2 separate regions of the Mus musculus genome follow, and region 1 is linked to region 2. Evidence: chromatin contacts called from public Hi-C data. All regions are on one chromosome and are shown on one strand. Each heading gives the region's core, a stretch centred on a gene start, on an enhancer-like site or on the middle of the called end of the contact. The rest is flanking DNA. Distances are from core to core; before and after follow the strand shown.

Region 1 (3,860 bases), core at 1,207-3,706, 84 kb after region 2:
TGTGTGTGTGTGTGTGTGTAAAGGCACCTAGCATCAAGTCTAATGGCCTGAGTTCAAGCCCTGGGAGAACCAACCCAACCAATTCTCTGACCTCCGCACATGCATGATGGGGTGCACAGACTCACCCAGATTCACATACACACAAGTGAATAAATAGAAACCTTGAGTTAATGTCAGAGACCTTCCTCTTCCCCTTCTCATGGGACTAAGCAACCAGCTGGCATTATTACCTATATTAGCTACCCTTTCTCCATGATCTTCCTTTAGAACCTAGCCTCTATCTCTTACATGTCTGCAATTACCAACTTTCTGATAGACCAGCTCCAAAAATTCTGTGACTGAGGTCTATTCCCCTATGACATTGATTTTATGATTTATCATTGAAGTCATATGCTCTAAGTGCCTAGCCTAGGATTAACACAGTACCTTCTGAATCAGGTTTTGAGTATTTCAATAATAGCACAATAAAGTAATTTAGAGGCCTGTCTATTGGGCCTGAATCCCAGGTCTTGCCCTTGATGCTTGCTGAATGTTGGTGCTACCAATCATATGACCTGTTTGTTCAATAGTTTTCTCATCTGGAGAAACAAGAAGGAAAGGGCTGATGGTAAAGATTAAATAAGATGATAAGTAGAAAATATCTAGAACTGAATCGCCAAGAAATAAACATTTGAAAAGTGCTAGATGGCTTTTATAATCTCATAGGCACTCATATTTATTAATTCACTACTGAGCCAATCCTCTACAGTTGGAGTACCTTCTGTGAGGGATATGTGAAATTGGTGCAGCTTCCAAGAACATGGTGCCTAAGTCAGAAAACTCTGCCCTTAAATAGAATCGGGCAACACTTTCATTCTTATTTGAATAAAATCAGACTTCTGCTATTCATTAACTAACTATGGATTGCCTCTATAATATAGCAGTCCAGGTGCCAAATATTATTCAACTTTCATTTCACAGTAACAGCAAGTACTTAGCAGATAGAAGAGATAAGAACACAGATATGAAGGGTCAAAATATCTAATCCAGCTCTGAAACCAAACAAAATAAACCAAAATATTATAAGCAATAGAAGGTAAACAAAAAGTATGCTTCAGACTTCTGAAGCATTACTAAAGTGCTAATTAAATGTTTAAGGCCTTTAAATGAATTATCCAGAACAAATAAGATAGCAGATATCTCCCTTTCTCCAGCAGCACCATACCTTCCTGCCATCTGAGTCTTAAAACGACCTTGGTCCCATTATCATGAAACCTTCACTCTCTTCTTTTCATGCCTTTACAAATGATGCTCAGTATAGCATATCATTTTTGGAACTAAGATACCTATCATGTATTTTGGCTTTAAGAGTACTAGACAGAAATTTAGTGAATAAAATGATAGATGGAATGATCTTTGTTTCAATACTTGTGAAACAGGGTCATATGTAGCTGCTTTTGAACTCCTTAGTCTCCTGCCTTTATCTTCAAAGTTCTGGGACTGCAGGAGTGTGCAAACAGGCTGGACTGTACAATCTTGCTAACAAAATGATTAATACATTACATGGTGGCAGGTGTTGCTTTGGCCCAATGACACAATGCTATCAACCTCAGCTATGTTGTAAGAAAATAGTTCTCTTAAGATTTCTGTGGAGGCATCTGAAAGACTAGATAATTTTTAATTGGTAAGAAAAGAAGTAATGATAGTTAACATCTTGATGGCTGTGTGTATACTCTATTATATATACCTTTTTTTTTCTTGGGCTGAGTGGGGAATGGCATAACGTTTGGAGTATGTATCAAAGTGTCTTGAATTCTATTCTTAGTTTTGTCTTAAAATGAATGTGCTGTGATGAGCACATTAAAAGCACCTTGGAGTCAACTTCCCAATGAAAAAATGGGAATAGAATTGATGCTTTGGACTGGATGCTTGCTACAGTCATTCTAAATCAGGAATTATATATTACTGTGATGCTTTAGCCCCCATATGGTATGTGGACCAGTATCAGGGTCTTACTTACATTGACTACTGGTCAGTAGTGAATTTGTCAAGAGTAAACAGCTAGAAGAAACCTGAGAACACAGTAATGGGCTGGAGGGGAGGTTGAGAGACAGGGTGGAGGTCAAAGCCACGACCTGTTTTTCTGTAAGCCAAGTTGCAAAATCTGCTAGTGTTGTTCTTCTAGATTTCTTCTGATCTCTTAGATGAGATAAGCTAAGCTAAGATAAGTAGTTAGGTGTGTGTGTGTGTGTGTGTGTGTGTGTGTGTGTGTGTGTGTAGATATGAAGGCTAATTTATTATACACATACTTCCTGGTGCAACTGGCACAGGTTGGTCCTTCCTGAGTACTTTCAGAGAAAAAGGAAGGAGTTTGTACTGATACCTTTGCAAGTTATTTTGCTCAATTTTCACAGTTTCTCCTAAAGGCCCACACCCCATTTTGTAAATGTGCAGAGTAATTGAATCCCTTTTCCAAAACAGGCAAGAAAGGAAGGAAGGAAGCAAGCAAACAAGGAAGGAAGGCAGGCAGGCTGTGGCTATAGCTACATTGGTGGTGCTTGAAGCTTGCACAAATTCCTGGATTCAATCCATAGTCTGTCTCTCTGTCTCTAGTTCTCTCTCTCTCTCTCTCTCTCCCTCTCTCTCTCTCTCTCTCACACACACACACACACACACACACACACAGGAGGAAAAGAAACTGAGAAAATTCTTCTGCATTGCCAGACTGCCAAGCCTTATAGTTAGAAAAGCAAAGATGAAGCTCAGTTGTTATGTATTCATTTATTATACTCCTTCAGCAATGTCTATTGCCTTTCTCTGTGCAGTTGTCAGGCATTTTGGGATATCTAGACTTCCCTCTAGTCCCATGGTTCATTCTATTGACAGGTCACAGACTACCTCCTTTAGTTTGTCATCCTTTCTGCTGTATAGGTGATTCAGCCTAAGTGGAAAGCAATTTTACTGAAAACACCTTTACCTGCAGAACTAATGTAGGCATGATGTCTTCACAGCAGTGTGATTACCGCAATGATTGATCAGTTTATATCCCTTGTAAACTCCAGAGAAATTCCTTGCCACCTTAAGAGTTCCCTTACTGGCCTGGAAAATTACATCCATTGCCAGAGTGCTTGCCTAACATGTACAAAGCCCTGGCATCCCCATCACCACATAAATCAAACACAGCAACACACAACTGTAATTCTTGAAATGGGTAGGAGGAGACAAGAAGACCACAATTTCACGATCATCCTTGCCTACTATTGTTAAAACTTCTTCTCAGGGGAAGATGTACACAATGTCTGTACCTTCTCCTAAGGTCCTAATGATAAACTAAGGCTTGATTCCACCACTCTGTACTCTGGAAGCCAATAAGTGTATTGGGCTTCATTACAGAGCATAGCTAAGGGGATATTTACAGGGGTATGAGTGCTCCTTCTCCTAACAGGCTGAACTTAGAAAGCCTTTACCCAACAGGGATGAGAGATTTTCCCCATAGCCACATAGAGGGAGCCCCTTCCCAAGTCTTCCCTCACCTATATACTCTAGCCTAGCAATTCTCAACCTGTGGGTCATGACCCCTTTGGGAGGGTCACATATCTGATGTTTACATTACTATTCATAACAGTAGCAAAGTTATAGTTATGAAGTAGCAATGAAATGATTTTGTGGTTTGAGGTCACCATAACATGAGGAAAAGCATTAAAGGGTCACACCATTAGTAAGGTTGACAACCACTGCACTAACCCCTTCCAGGAAATGGTTGTATATTCTAGTAAGGTTCTTTCAACACTTCATACACCCTTCCATGAAGGGTGTAAACCTTCAATAAGCCTGGCAGAGATAAACATTTTGTAAGGGGGCATAGTTGAACTCCCAAGATG
Region 2 (4,025 bases), core at 412-2,911:
TTCTGGACCTATTTCCACATTTGTTTGGAAGAACACATTAGCGATCCTTAGATGCCAAATTTCGACTGCTCTGCAGGAGTCTCTTCAGAAATAAATTGCAGAGTTCCTATACGTTGGCATCTCTCCCACGCTCCATACACGCAGCCAGCCTATAATGCTTGACTGCTGAAGGAAGCCTTTTTCATTCAAGGGCAAAGACCTGGTTTTCTGGCAGTGCCAACTGTGACAATTGCCAAGAACATATGTCCTCTACTTTCCATACACATTTTGGCTTCTGGAAACTTCATTTCTTTGCAGAAGTTATTGAAGATGTTTATGTACTGTGGCTGCTAAAGATGATTAAAAATTCAACTTTACTATTTTAATTATTAATTCTATTATGCCCTAAATATTTTCTTGGTTATTCTTCTATTATATTGGATTGTATTTAAGCTAAAATTCACATATAATGAAACATACAAATCTTAGATAACTATTTAATATCTAATACATTTTGATGGTGCTTATCACACAATCTTAACCCAAACTCCTATGAAAATAGATTTTTTACCTTCATTCTACAAAGTTTTCTCTTGACCCTTTCTTCCCAGCCCCAGCTCCTAACTTCACTTTCCTTTTTACAGGTAATTAGCACTTGATTTTACCCCTATTTTGTTGAAATTTGACATATCTGGAAGGGAATAAGCAAGTATCTCAAAGTTCATATTCAATAGAGACTTGACATGTGGGATTACCCAAAGGGGCTCTCTGCTCTGACTTAGACTGGAAACCCAATTCTCACAAGTGGGGTGAGACTGAAATCCGTTTTCCCCAAAGTTGCTTCTGCATCCATTGGCATAACAACCTTGGTGGTATATTCAGGAGACTTCACTGCTTAATATTTGGGGGAGGGTACCTTATTAACAAAGCCAAGACAGAAAAGTTTTACATCTACCAGATAAGAACTTTCAATTTTTATGTTCATGTTTTATATCAAAAGGCTGCACAAGGGGATCAGACGTTCAGCCTACCTCCAGCTTGGACTGGCCGCAACCTTGGATAAATTACTTCCTATCCCTGAACTTTCAGCTGTCAAACGAACCCCACTATATTGATTTCCACTACAATGGATGGTATAAATCTGGCGGCTGGTATTTAGGATGATGGCTTGTTTATGATTTTCTCAGCCTTCTTCAGGCCCAAGGAAAGAAAGCGATCCTGGTCTATGAAGTCTAATGAAATGAAATCAAACTCTGTATATCACATGGAAGATTGGTCAAAGAGCAAGTTCTGTGACCAAAGTAGCCTTGCGTCTATGTCCTTATGCGCTTCTTCACAAGGGAATGATGGGCTTACTAGGATCCTCCAGAATTTTTATTTATCAGCACATAAATCTTCTTACTTAGGTTTCCTACCTAGTTATTCTTTCATTTTTCCTGTTCATAAATAGGCAGTGCTGCCCCACCCCCACCCCCAGCTTCGCTGAAGTTGCTTCTGTGTTTTGTTCATTAGAACACGCAGGAAGGATTCTGTTTTATTTCTTTCATACAATAAAATAGCTACAAATGCTAATGACTCCAAAACGGCACTTTTGTTCCCAAAGAATCACATGCCAGAACATTGAGGGGGCTGACTTCTGTGGTGGGAACTCAGCGGCACCATTTGTTCTGACAGGAAGCAGCAGCTCTCTCGTCCCTGCGCACAAGGCATTCTCCTTGCTGATTTCTTTTCTTCCCTCGCTGAAAGTCTAGACCCTGTGGGGTCTTTGTTCTTATGCTTTTTCTTACTCCTGTCCTGCCCGCAAAGGGGCAAGTAGAACCTCAGCATGAGTAGGAAGCAGAAGCAATGAGCAGATCAAGCAAGCAAATGAGGAGGTCAGAAACCCTGGGGACTGAACCTAAGCTCTCATAGAGGCTGGGCAAGGAAGGGCCTGATACGGACACGGAACTGAATCTGCATCTGTCGAAATCTTTTCTCTCTTCTCGGGCTGAACTGGGTGGCAAGTCCATTTTGAATGTGAGGTTTCTGTGATTGGTACCTCACTGTATTCTTCAAACTTGTGTGTGGGTAGGGTTGTTCCTTCTGGCTTGAAATAGAAAATTACCTGCTGTTCGCGAGCCTGGAATTTGAGAGAGTAGGGTCTTCCTAAGAGGATCCAGGGAGTTAAGCGTGGAGTGTCTGCTGTGGCACTAAAGCCATGGCTAGCCTTACCTGGAATGAGCTAGGCAACGAGTCACTGTGTGTCCAAGAAATTTCTCTCTACTTACAATGTGTCTTTTGTTACAGTGACACATGCACTTCAGACATGGAGGGCTTATGAAGATGCAGGTTCAGACCACACAGGGCAAAGTTGGGGCCTGAAACTGCATTTCTCATAAGCTCCAAGCCTATGAGGAGGCCTGCAGCTCCAAAGCGCACAGTCTGTGGCCAGGTATGGGTTTATAAAATCTCATGGAATTCTCACATAATCAGATGAAGCTAGAATGATCTCAAGGTGAAGAAGGAAGCTGGGAGCTGTCAGGAGAATGCTGATGTTCCCTAGCTAGCGAGTGTCAGAACTAGCTTTCTATTGCTGGGATAATTATCATGAGCAAAAGCAGCCTAGGGAGGAAAGGGGTCGACTCATCTTACAGCTCACAGTTCACACTCCCTCCATCACTGAGACAAGTAGGACAGGAACTCCAGGCAGGAACTTGAACAAGGACCATGGAGAAACATTGCTGCTGGCTTGCTCCTTGTGGCTTGCTCAGCTTTCTTTCTTTCTTTCTTTCTTTCTTTCTTTCTTTCTTTCTTTCTTTCTTTCTTTCTTTCTTTCTTTCTTTCTTTCTTTCCTTCTTTCTTTCTTTCTTTCTTTCCTTCTTCCTTCCTTCCTTTCTTTCTTTTCTTCTTTCTTTCTTTCTTTCTTCCTTTCTCTTTCTCTCTTCCTTCCTTTATTTTTCCTTCTTTACTTTTTTATTATATTTTATTATTTAAAACATTTTATTAATTTAAATATATTTTAATCATATTCTTCTCCACCTCAGTCCTTCCAGATCACTCCCCTCCCTACCCACTCATCTTTAAATCCTTCCTAAAAAGAAAACCAAGCAAGACCCCAATATAACATGACCCCCAAAAGCAATGAAACAAAATAAAACAACATTCAATATAAAACAAAAAGACCCACCAAACTATAACCAAATAAAAACATACACACAAAATCTCAAAGTCCATTATATGTAGATCAACTACTGAGAATGGGGCCTATCCTGGAGTATTTGATATACCCAGTGTCACTCCATTGGAGAAAATGGATTTTCCCCTCTCCCAGTAGGTATAAGTGATAGGTCAATTGTTAACCTTTACCCTAATGGCTAGGTTTTCATTCATTCATTCATTCATTTAATATTCACTTTAAAATAAATAACAAAATAAAATATAATAAGATAAAGCAACATTCGTAGTTATCAGGGAAATGCAAGCCAAAATGACACTGAGATTCCACCTTACACCAAACAGAATGGCTAAGATCAAAAACTCAAAGTACAGAACATGCTGGCAAGGATGTGGAGAAAGAGGAATACTCATCCATTTTTGATAGGACTGCAAATTGGTATAACCACTTTGGAAATCTGTCTTAGTTAGGGTTTTACTGCTGTGAACAGATACCATGACCAAGGCAAGTCTTATAAAAAACAACATTTAACTGGGGCTAGCTTACAGGTTCAGAGGTTCAGTCCATTATCATCAAGGTGGGAGTATTGCAGCATCCAGGCTGTCATGTTGCAGGAAGAGCTGAGAGTTCTATGTCTTCATCCAAAGGCTGCTAGTGGAAGACTGACTTTCAGGTAACTGGGGTGAAAGTCTTAAGCCCACACCCACAGGGACACACCTACTCCAACCAGGTCACACCTATTCCAACAAGGCCACACCTCCAAATGGTGCCACTCCCTGGTCCAAGAATATACAAGCCATCACAAAATCCAATCAGAATATTGTAAGTAGTTCTCCCTGAAGACTCAGGTATACCACTCTTGGGCATATACCCAAAAGATGCTCCACCAAAT

What was found. Hi-C and Micro-C count contacts between places; a contact is called where the count stands out from the background.
Region 1: a contact with region 2 is called in a Hi-C map of CD4 T cells, with 2.4 times the contacts expected there. The contact joins two enhancer-like sites. A contact is called at or near these places in 6 of 39 promoter capture datasets (the 3T3-L1 cell line, cranial neural crest, embryonic stem cells and 2 more), 2 of 484 Hi-C or Micro-C datasets (CD4 T cells and embryonic fibroblasts) and 2 of 115 datasets of contacts at active chromatin or transcription factors (bone marrow-derived dendritic cells and extraembryonic endoderm stem cells).

What each region holds. Positions count from the first base shown.
Region 1 is chrX:167,034,350-167,038,209 of GRCm38.p6, forward strand. No RefSeq gene overlaps it. Among named protein-coding and RNA genes, the nearest start is that of Gm8817, 34 kb to the right of the region's middle. Within about 2 kb of position 2,457, at least 7 of the 459 cell types and tissues checked have an H3K27ac peak or open chromatin away from gene starts, as enhancers often do.
Region 2 is chrX:166,951,085-166,955,109 of GRCm38.p6, forward strand. No RefSeq gene overlaps it. Among named protein-coding and RNA genes, the nearest start is that of Gm30354, 69 kb to the left of the region's middle. Within about 2 kb of position 1,662, at least 42 of the 459 cell types and tissues checked have an H3K27ac peak or open chromatin away from gene starts, as enhancers often do.